3 separate regions of the Pan troglodytes genome follow, and regions 2 and 3 are each linked to region 1. A link is a contact called in public HiChIP or PLAC-seq data. All regions are on one chromosome and are shown on one strand. The core of a region is the stretch at or near the end of the contact, and the rest is flanking DNA. Distances in the headings are between cores, read along the strand shown.

Region 1 (2,811 bases), core at 182-2,681:
TTTGAGACAAATTTTGAACTTGGCTCCAGGAACTGAGTTACTCACTCAGTAAGTTAGAAGTTAGTTTAGGTTTGGTTTAGAGGGTGAAGAAAATTTCTAATATTGAAGAAGGAGATCTGGCAACTCAGACGAAAGCGGAGTTCGAAGGCTGGAAGAACTGGAAGCTGGATTTAAGAAAGTACTGGGGGAGGGAAGGGGAAGAGGATTTACTAGGGCTATTTTCAGAGGGGAAGTCGATTCTGGGTGAAGTGTTTCGAAGGCAGGGTAGCCAGTGGTGAGGAGGAGAAGAGAAATTTGGGTGGACCCTGGATCTGAGTATGATGGAGTGTGGATGGGGTACTGAGGGTGGTGTCTAGAATTCTGTGAGGGTGAGCTGCACTTACAAGGGGGTGGGTGAGGAAGGATATTTTAAGGGGAGGAACCTGTTGAGGAGGGCTTGGAGAGAGTGAAAGGTTTCCGGGTGAACACTGGATTTAGGAGATTAAAGATTTAAAAACATGGGGGAGGGTCAGTTGAGGACAAGGGTGAACACTTGAGGGCTGTGCTTGTGGGGGCTCATGGAGGGGTGAAAGAACAGAGTACTGGAGAAATGGGAGGTGGGGCTGAGGGTCCTGAGTGACAGGGGTGAAGGCGGTGCTGGGAGAAGTTAAGGAATGGTAACCATGATGTATTAGGAATCAGCCTACCCATATTCCGGGTAGGAATGTGAGGCAGTCATTAAAGTACTTCAGGAGACACCATAGTCGAGGGATTACAGCGGCGCTGGAAATATGCAGGTCTGGCATTTTTCAGGGAGAAGAGGACTCAGGATAGCTGGCTGGAAGTTAGGTTAAAGGAGAGGGAATCTGAGAAGCGTTCAAGATGGAGAATCTGAGATAGCATCGAGGGGTTCTGGAAGAGAATTTGAGGGTTCTGAGGTTCCTGTGCTAGGAGATTCTGAAAAGTCCCAAGACTTCCAGATAAGGGGCTGTGGCAGCCTCCATGGTAGGGGCTTGGGGGCGGAAACGGGTTCACTAGAAGACTCATGAGTGACTGCAGTCAGGTTGGGGCCGATCCTGGGACGGCGGCGGGCGGCGGGGACCCGGAGGCCGGGCTCACCTGGGCAGGCTGTCCTGGTAGTGCATGGTGGGCACGATGCTGCGCTGCAGGTACTGGCCGGGCCCGGAGCCGGCGCTGAGGGGCCGACTGGGGGCTCCCGGACCAACCGCGGGGCCCCAGGGCCAGGCGCGCAGCAGCAGGCGGGGCACCATCGTCCCGGGAGCCTGCGGCGGCGAGAACGCGGCAAGTGGGGAGTTCTGGAGTCTAAACACAAGGCCGCCGCCGCCTTTAGCGCCCAAGACACTGCGTCAGGACTCCTGGGGCACTTCTCCGCCCGCAGGCCACTTCCGGCCCCTGTAAGGCCGTCGGCTCCGCCCCGGACTGGCTCCTTCCGGGCAGGGGCCGCTCACTGACAGGCCCCGCCCACTACTAGGCCCCGCCCGGAAGGGGGCCCCAGCCTCCGCGCTGCTCGTCTCCCTTCCCTTCCCTAGGAGGCGGGAAACCGAGCGCCGCAGCCGCTCCTTCCCCTTTTTTGGAGCAAGACAGAAACTGGAGTTGGAGAAAAAAAGAAAAGCTAAGAAACGTGATTGGAATCTGATAACCCAAAATTTGATCCAGGCTCCATCCTTGCGAGACTGTGGACTAAATTTTAAACCTCTATTTCCTCACCTAAGAAGTAGATAGATCGTAATGATTCAAAGTACCTCCCAAAATTCTAGATATGAGATAAAGATAACATGTTATGCACAGTGCATGGTGCTTAATAGGAAAGCAGTAAACGGTAACGGTTGTTACTGTTGTTAGTAATCCGTGCTGAAGGTCATTGACATATAATGACCCTGAACCCTGCACAGCTACTGCCCTGCCAGCTCACCTGAGTGGATGGATATTAGAAAGGATTTGTGCAGGAGTTGGAAACCTGGAGTTTCCCGCTGGCCACCACTTCAGTGCAGAAAGCCCCTTCCGAGCGGAATCCCCTCTGCTTGAACATCCATTCTTGGCTTGAGCATTTCCAAAAACAAGAAGCTCACTGCTAAGAGGAAAGAAACCCTTGTCCTCTGGCTCTAGGAAGTCTTCCGTGTTCAGTCTGTTGGAAGAGGCTTCCTGTCACCACAGACCACCTCCAAGATTCCTTCCAACTCCTGACTCTAAGATTCCGCTACTTGAACATAGATCCATCATCCCTCATCCATCACAAAACAGCTGCAGAACACCCCACCACGCCCCAATCCCTGATCTTAGAAGTAGCTGCAGGATTAAGTAGGCTCTACTCCCATTTTACAGAAGAAGACAGGGAGTTACCAAAAGACACACAATTATGCTGCCTAGCTTGAGGCACAACAGAATTCCATTTTGGGAACAGAACTGCCCTTTAGCCCTGTTTGGGGCAGCCAAGTACATTCTGTCTGTTCCATAATTGGCTAAGCAGAGCCAGAAGCTGGAGCACACCACAAAGAGTACTGGATTGGGAGTCAGGAGACCGGACTTTTAGTTTCAGCTCTTTGTTATCTAGTTAGGTGACCTCGGATTGAACAGGAAGATCACTAACCAGCTCTGGCACTCATTCAGTGGTGATCACAAATGCTTAACCCATTTCCCGTTTAGAAAAAAACAGTGCAGCTTGCTGCCAGCACTTATTTCTTAGGGCAAATGGGAAATGGGTTAAGAACTAAGCATGAAATTCAGAAACACTGAATATCAAATCCTCCTCTCTTGAGGGGAGAAAAGGCCCAACTGGCCCAACTCCAAAACATCGGTGCCATTTGCCTGTAG
Region 2 (2,811 bases), core at 112-2,611, 510 kb after region 1:
GAACCTGGGAGGCGGAGGTTGCAGTAAGCTGAGACCGCACTATTGCACTTCAGCCTGGGCAACAAGAACGAAACTCCATCTCAAAAAAAAAAAAAGATGAATAGGAAGTGGCTGTCTTAGGAGAACTTTCCATCTAAGCTTTATGGAACTGATGATTCTTAGCAGGAACAGGAGCAGGAAAACAAAGCAAAATGTAGGTAAATTTCCTCTCCTCCTCCCCATCTCCTTGACATGTTCCTTTTCTACCTCATTCATTCTTTTTCGCTGCTGTCGCCCAGGCTGGAATGCAATGGCGCAATTTCGGCTCACTGCAACCTCCACCTCCCAGGTTAAAGCAATTCTCCTGCCTGAGCCTCCCAAAGAGCTAGGATTACAGGTGTGCTCCCTGTAATTTTGTATTTTTAGTAGAGACCCCTGCTAATTTTGTATTGTTAGTAGAGACAGAGTTTCACCAGGTTGGCAAGGCTGGTCTCGAACTCTTGACCTCAGGTGATCCACCCACCTCGGCCTCCCAAAGTGCTGGGATTACAGGCGTGAACCACCGCGCCCGGCCTCATTCATTCTTTTATTTTTTTAAAAAAAATTATTATTGCATACCAACTCCCTCACTTACTGTGTGACCTTGGACAAATTACTTAATTTCTCTGTACTTTAGTTTTCTTATCTGTAGAATGGGGATAATAATAATACCTACCCATAGTGTCACTGTGAGTGTGTTTACAGTGACATGATATATAATGAGAATTAAATGAGTTAATTCATATAAAGCATTTAGAGCCTGGAACAAAGTTCAGCACTGTTTGAGTACTAGGTGTTATAACAGTGACGTTGCTACACCCTTCACTGCTACTGTGTTCCAGTCAACATCTCCCATAGCCATTCATTGCTTAGGTAATTCATGTTGGTGGCCAAGACAGGTCTGGGAAGAAGAGAGATGAATCAGACTGCTCACTGCACTTTGTCCAGCTACACCTGGCACATATAGAAGCTCCTCTAAATGCTTGCTGAATGGATAAGCGAATGTCTTCCTATTGAACTCCAAGTTCTTTGAAGGCAGGGACCATACTCCTAGCTGTCATATCCCTAGAACAATGCACTGGTGAGGCACACAGTAGGCGCTTAGGGATTATACATAGATAAATGACTGCAGGTGGAAAATCACTAAGGCTACAAAGCGAGCATAGATAAGGTGCTGCAGAGAGACCGCCCCCAGTTTCAGGAAGGCGGTTAGCCCTGGAAGCGTGGCTGCCAGCGCCCTTAACGGCGCGGTGGCTGCTGGGAAGCGCAGGCTCGCTTGGCTCGCCCCGGGATCCCGGGAGAGCGCCGCGGATGGCGACAGCCCCACGCCCCGCTCCGCCCCCTCCGCCGGCTCACGTGACCGTCTTTGGGCCAGCGCGAACCATGGCCGGCATGGTGGACTTCCAGGATGAGGAGCAGGTCAAGTCCTTTTTGGAGAACATGGAGGTGGAGTGCAACTACCACTGCTACCACGAGAAGGACCCGGACGGTGAGCGGCTCCAGCGCAGCCCGGCGACGCGTCGGGGAGGGACGTGCCCGGAGAGGTCTGGTCTGCGACCTCTGAGAGGCTGGAGAAGGAATCATGTGGCGGGCGGGGGTCGGGGTCTGTGGATCGCGGTGACCGCGTGTGTTGGGAAGGGCGATGTGTCCCGGGAAGACCGAGCCAGGAGGCCGGGGCGGGTAGGAAGAGACGTGCTGGGGCTTTTGGGTTAGGGACTGGGGATCCATCGGTGAACAGATGAAACTCCCTGCCCTCGTGGAGCTTCCAAGCTAGTGCGGGGAGTCGGGCAATAAGCCTCAGGTAATTTATGAAATCGTGTTCGAAAGTAGTAAGTACCGGCCGGGAGCCGTGGCTCACGCCTATAATCCCAGCACTTTGGGAGGCTGAGGCGGGTGGATCACGAGGTCAGGAGATCGAAACCATCCTGGCTAACACGGTGAAACCCTGTCTCTACTAAAAATACAAAAAATTAGCCGGGCGTGGTGGCAGGCGCTTGTATTCCCAGCTACTCGGGAGGCTGAGGCAGGAGAGTGGCGTGAACCCGGGAGATGGAGCTTGCAGTGAGCAGAGATCGCGCCACTGCACTCCAGCCTGGGCGACAGAGCGAGACTCCGTCTCAAAAAATAAATAAATAAAATAAAAAGAAAGTAGTAAGTGCCGTGGAAAAAAGACTGGGTGAAGGGTATCAGGAGGGCAGGAGGGCAGTTTTAAATTGAGTGATCAGGGAAGATCACTGAGAAAGTGGCAATTGAATAAAGCCTTGAAGAAGGTAAGGGAGTGAACCATGCAGTTCTTACCATAGGTAACAGCTGGCGAAGACGCCCTGAATCACAAATGTGTCCCGTGTGTTGTGTGAACATTGAATTGACTTAAGAGTATAGGTGGATGGTGGCGACCAGAGGGGTCCACCCAGAGCAGCTAATACCTTTGGGTGGTTTTCTTCTTCTTGCTTTATTTTTATTTTTTGTATTTTCTTTCTTTTTTGAGATAGTATGTCACTACGTTGTCCAGGCTGGTCGCAACTCCTGGGCTCAAGTGATCCTCCCGCCTTTGATTACAGGCATGAACCACTGCGCGCTGCCTACTTTTTAATTTTTTTGTTTTTTTGAGACTGAGTCTCACTCTGTCACCCAGGCTGGAGTACAGTGGCTCGATCTCAGCTCACTGCAACCTCTGCCTCCTGGGTTAAAGCAATTCTCCTGCCTCAGCCTCCCGAGTAGCTGGGATTACAGGCACCCACCACCACGCCTGGCTAATTTTTGTATTTTCGTAGAGACAGGGTTTCACTATGT
Region 3 (2,811 bases), core at 175-2,674, 360 kb after region 1:
CCAAATTTCAGAGCTCCCAACTTCCCTACATAGGTAAAATGGAGCCTAGCAAAGCCTACAAAAGACGAGAGGTTACCAGACTGCTTTAGAAAGGCGACACTTGGCCGGGCGCAGTGGCTGACGCCTGTAATCCCAGCACTTTGGGAGGCCGAGGCGGGTAGATCACGAGGTCTGGAGTTCGAAACCATCCTGGCCAACATGGTGAAACCCCGTCTCTACTAAAAATACAAAAAATGAGCCAGGCATGGTGGCACGCGCCTGTAGTCCCACCTACTCGGGAGGCTGAGGCAGGAGAATCGCTTGAACCCCGGAGGCGGAGGTTGCAGTGGGCCCAGATCGCGCCACTGCACTCCAGCCTGGTGACAGAGCGAGACTCCGTCTCAAAAAAAAAAAAAAAGAAAGAAAGAAAGAAAGAAAAGAAAGGCGACACTTAACACACAGCAGGCGCTAAACACACATTCTTTGGGTTTGCATTTTGTCCAGAGCTAAGAGTAACAGGCATTCGGCAAAGGCTGGGGACGGGACGGGGACGGGGACGGGGGCGGGACGGGGGCGGACGCGCGGAACTGAAAGAATCTCAGACTTCGGGTTCCAGTTCCCCCAGCCGGACTAAGCTACTCGCCCGGCCCCGGGCCCGAAGGCCTCAGGTGGTAACGGCCAAAGGGTCACCGCCTCCGCGGGGCGCCGCGTCCACAACACGGGTGGGGAAACGGTCAAGGTTTGCGGCGTTTGGCTTCATGACTGCAAAAACACCGTCCACTACGGGCCAAGCCGAGTGCATGCCCTGCACCTACGTCTAAGCTCACAGCAGCCCGCACTGGGGCGAGGAATCCTGAGGAGGCTCGCCCCGGTCTCTGGGACTGGGCTCTCGCCGCGCTGCCTCAGGGCGCAAGTTCCACGCGCTTCGCCGGGCGCAGAAAAGCCCCCCCGCTCCGCGGCGCCCAGGCCGCCTCCCCCGACAACGCACCTCCGCGGCGACGCCTGCGCCTGGAAGGGGCTCGGCATCTAGACCGCAGCCCCGCGCGGGCCACACTCCCCAGCAAGTGCCTCGGCAGCGTCCCAGGAGACTCGCCGCGCTCGCCGGAGCTGGACGTGGCGCCGAGGTCCGCGTCGCCGCCCGCACCCCGGTGCTCACCTGTACCACGCAGCAGCCCAGGGCATCCTTCTGAGCGTCAGGAGGGACGATGTTCCGGGGCGTGTGGCCCGGGTGCAACAAATGAACCATGGCAACCCCGGCGGCGGGGCGTCAAAAAGAGAGCCGGCGTCGAGCCGGGGCCCGGATCCCGCGAGAACCAGGCGGGCGGCTACCAGGACGCGCCCACCACGCCTGCGAGGCACACGGAGCTAGCGCCGCGCCCTGCCGGCGAGCTTTTGAAATGCCCGGCGAGGCGACGCGCACGCGGGGGCCGGCCCGCCGCAGACCCCACCCCCCGGGCGGCCTCCTAGCCCCACCCGCCCCCCGACACGCCGCTGCCGGGGCCAACCGTTCTCCTCCCGCCTCCCCGGCCTCCCCAGACCAACCTGCCACGACCCAGCCGCTCACCCACTCCTTCCCAGCCCTGCACCTCAGGGCTTGAGAGGATATGCCCCGAGGACCGGCAGTGTAGGTTTGGGGAATACTGTATATATATATGTACACACACACACACACACACACACATATATATTCATTATTTCTATATATGTATATATTTTTTAAAGCTTTAATACATTAAAATATATATTTCAAAGACTTTGCCCCTGAAAATCTGGCAACAGCGCCTCTCTAACGGTCCTCTCTGTTTCAACTCCTTAGAGTCTCTGGATAAATCAAATATAAAACGAATACAAAATATTGGCAAGTATCTACCAAAAAATCTATTTAGCTTTCTTGTTACCTAAAAAGTACTCGAGAAGACCCTTATAACCTGCTCCAAGAAAGAAACCCCGAGAGACCCTTCTAACTTTCTCCAGGAAAGAAACTCCACAAGTTAGTACACATTAGCTAATTTAAGAGAAAGCAATACCTTGGAAAAGGAAAGTTCTCAAGAGCATGAGCCTTGGAGTTTGAATCCTGAATTAGAATGCCCGCTCAGCCATCTAGTGTTTGAGAACCTGGAGCAAGATTCTTGATGTCTCTGAAGCTCAACTTCCTCATCAGTAAAATAGAATGAGAATGCTTTATCTCACAGAGTTAAAGTAAGGATTAAATAATGTATGTAAAACACATCACAATGCTTTTTACATAGTAAGTCCTTGATAAGTGGATTGGATTCAGATGTTAAAATTATTTTTAAGTACTTTGCCTAATGCTTTTCTTTCATTTATTTATTCTTTTATTTAATCCACTTACTACAAGATGAAAAAAAATCCTGTGCTGTAGGTATCATCCCCATTTTTCTCACAGGGAAACTGAAGAACTGACAGGTTGAATAGACAACACGTTTTTTGGCCAGCTGATGAGTGGCCAACCTGGGAGTCAAAATTGAGTTTTCTTACTGCAAGTCCAATCAATATGCTTTTTTTTTTTTTTTTTAGACGGAGTCTCGCTCTGTTGCCCAGGCTGGAGTGCAGTGACGCGATCTCAGCTCACAGCAACCTCCGCCTCCTGGGTTCAAGTGATTCTCCTGCCTCAGCCTCCCAAGCAGCTGGGACTCCAGGCGCGCGCCACCACACCCGGCTAATTTTTGTATTTTTAGTAGAGACAGCGTTTCACCATGTTGGCCAGGATGGTCTAGATCTCCTGACCTGGTGATCCGCACGCCTCGGCGTCTCAAAATGTTGGGATTACAGGCGTGAGCCACCGTGCCCCCGCCAATATGCTTTTGTTAA

The links. HiChIP or PLAC-seq counts read pairs in DNA pulled down with a chosen protein or histone mark.
Region 2: an H3K4me3 HiChIP or PLAC-seq map of stem cell-derived excitatory neurons shows a contact between it and region 1, with 7 times the contacts expected there. The contact joins the promoter of COA7 here to the promoter of CPT2 in region 1. A contact is called at or near these places in 2 of 7 Hi-C or Micro-C datasets (induced pluripotent stem cells and stem cell-derived neural progenitor cells) and 1 of 1 datasets of contacts at active chromatin or transcription factors (stem cell-derived excitatory neurons).
Region 3: an H3K4me3 HiChIP or PLAC-seq map of stem cell-derived excitatory neurons shows a contact between it and region 1, with 5 times the contacts expected there. The contact joins the promoter of ZYG11A here to the promoter of CPT2 in region 1. A contact is called at or near these places in 1 of 7 Hi-C or Micro-C datasets (stem cell-derived neural progenitor cells) and 1 of 1 datasets of contacts at active chromatin or transcription factors (stem cell-derived excitatory neurons).

What each region holds. Positions count from the first base shown.
Region 1 is chr1:177,796,190-177,799,000 of NHGRI_mPanTro3-v2.0_pri, forward strand. CPT2 (carnitine palmitoyltransferase 2) reads right to left here and starts at 1,432. Exons shown (of 5, transcript XM_001148628.8): 1 at 1,099-1,432. The coding sequence starts at 1,250.
Region 2 is chr1:178,304,929-178,307,739 of NHGRI_mPanTro3-v2.0_pri, forward strand. COA7 (cytochrome c oxidase assembly factor 7) reads left to right here and starts at 1,362. Exons shown (of 3, transcript NM_001242594.3): 1 at 1,362-1,507. The coding sequence starts at 1,402.
Region 3 is chr1:178,160,511-178,163,321 of NHGRI_mPanTro3-v2.0_pri, forward strand. ZYG11A (zyg-11 family member A, cell cycle regulator) reads right to left here and starts at 1,425. Exons shown (of 14, transcript XM_063817360.1): 1 at 1,136-1,425. The coding sequence starts at 1,225.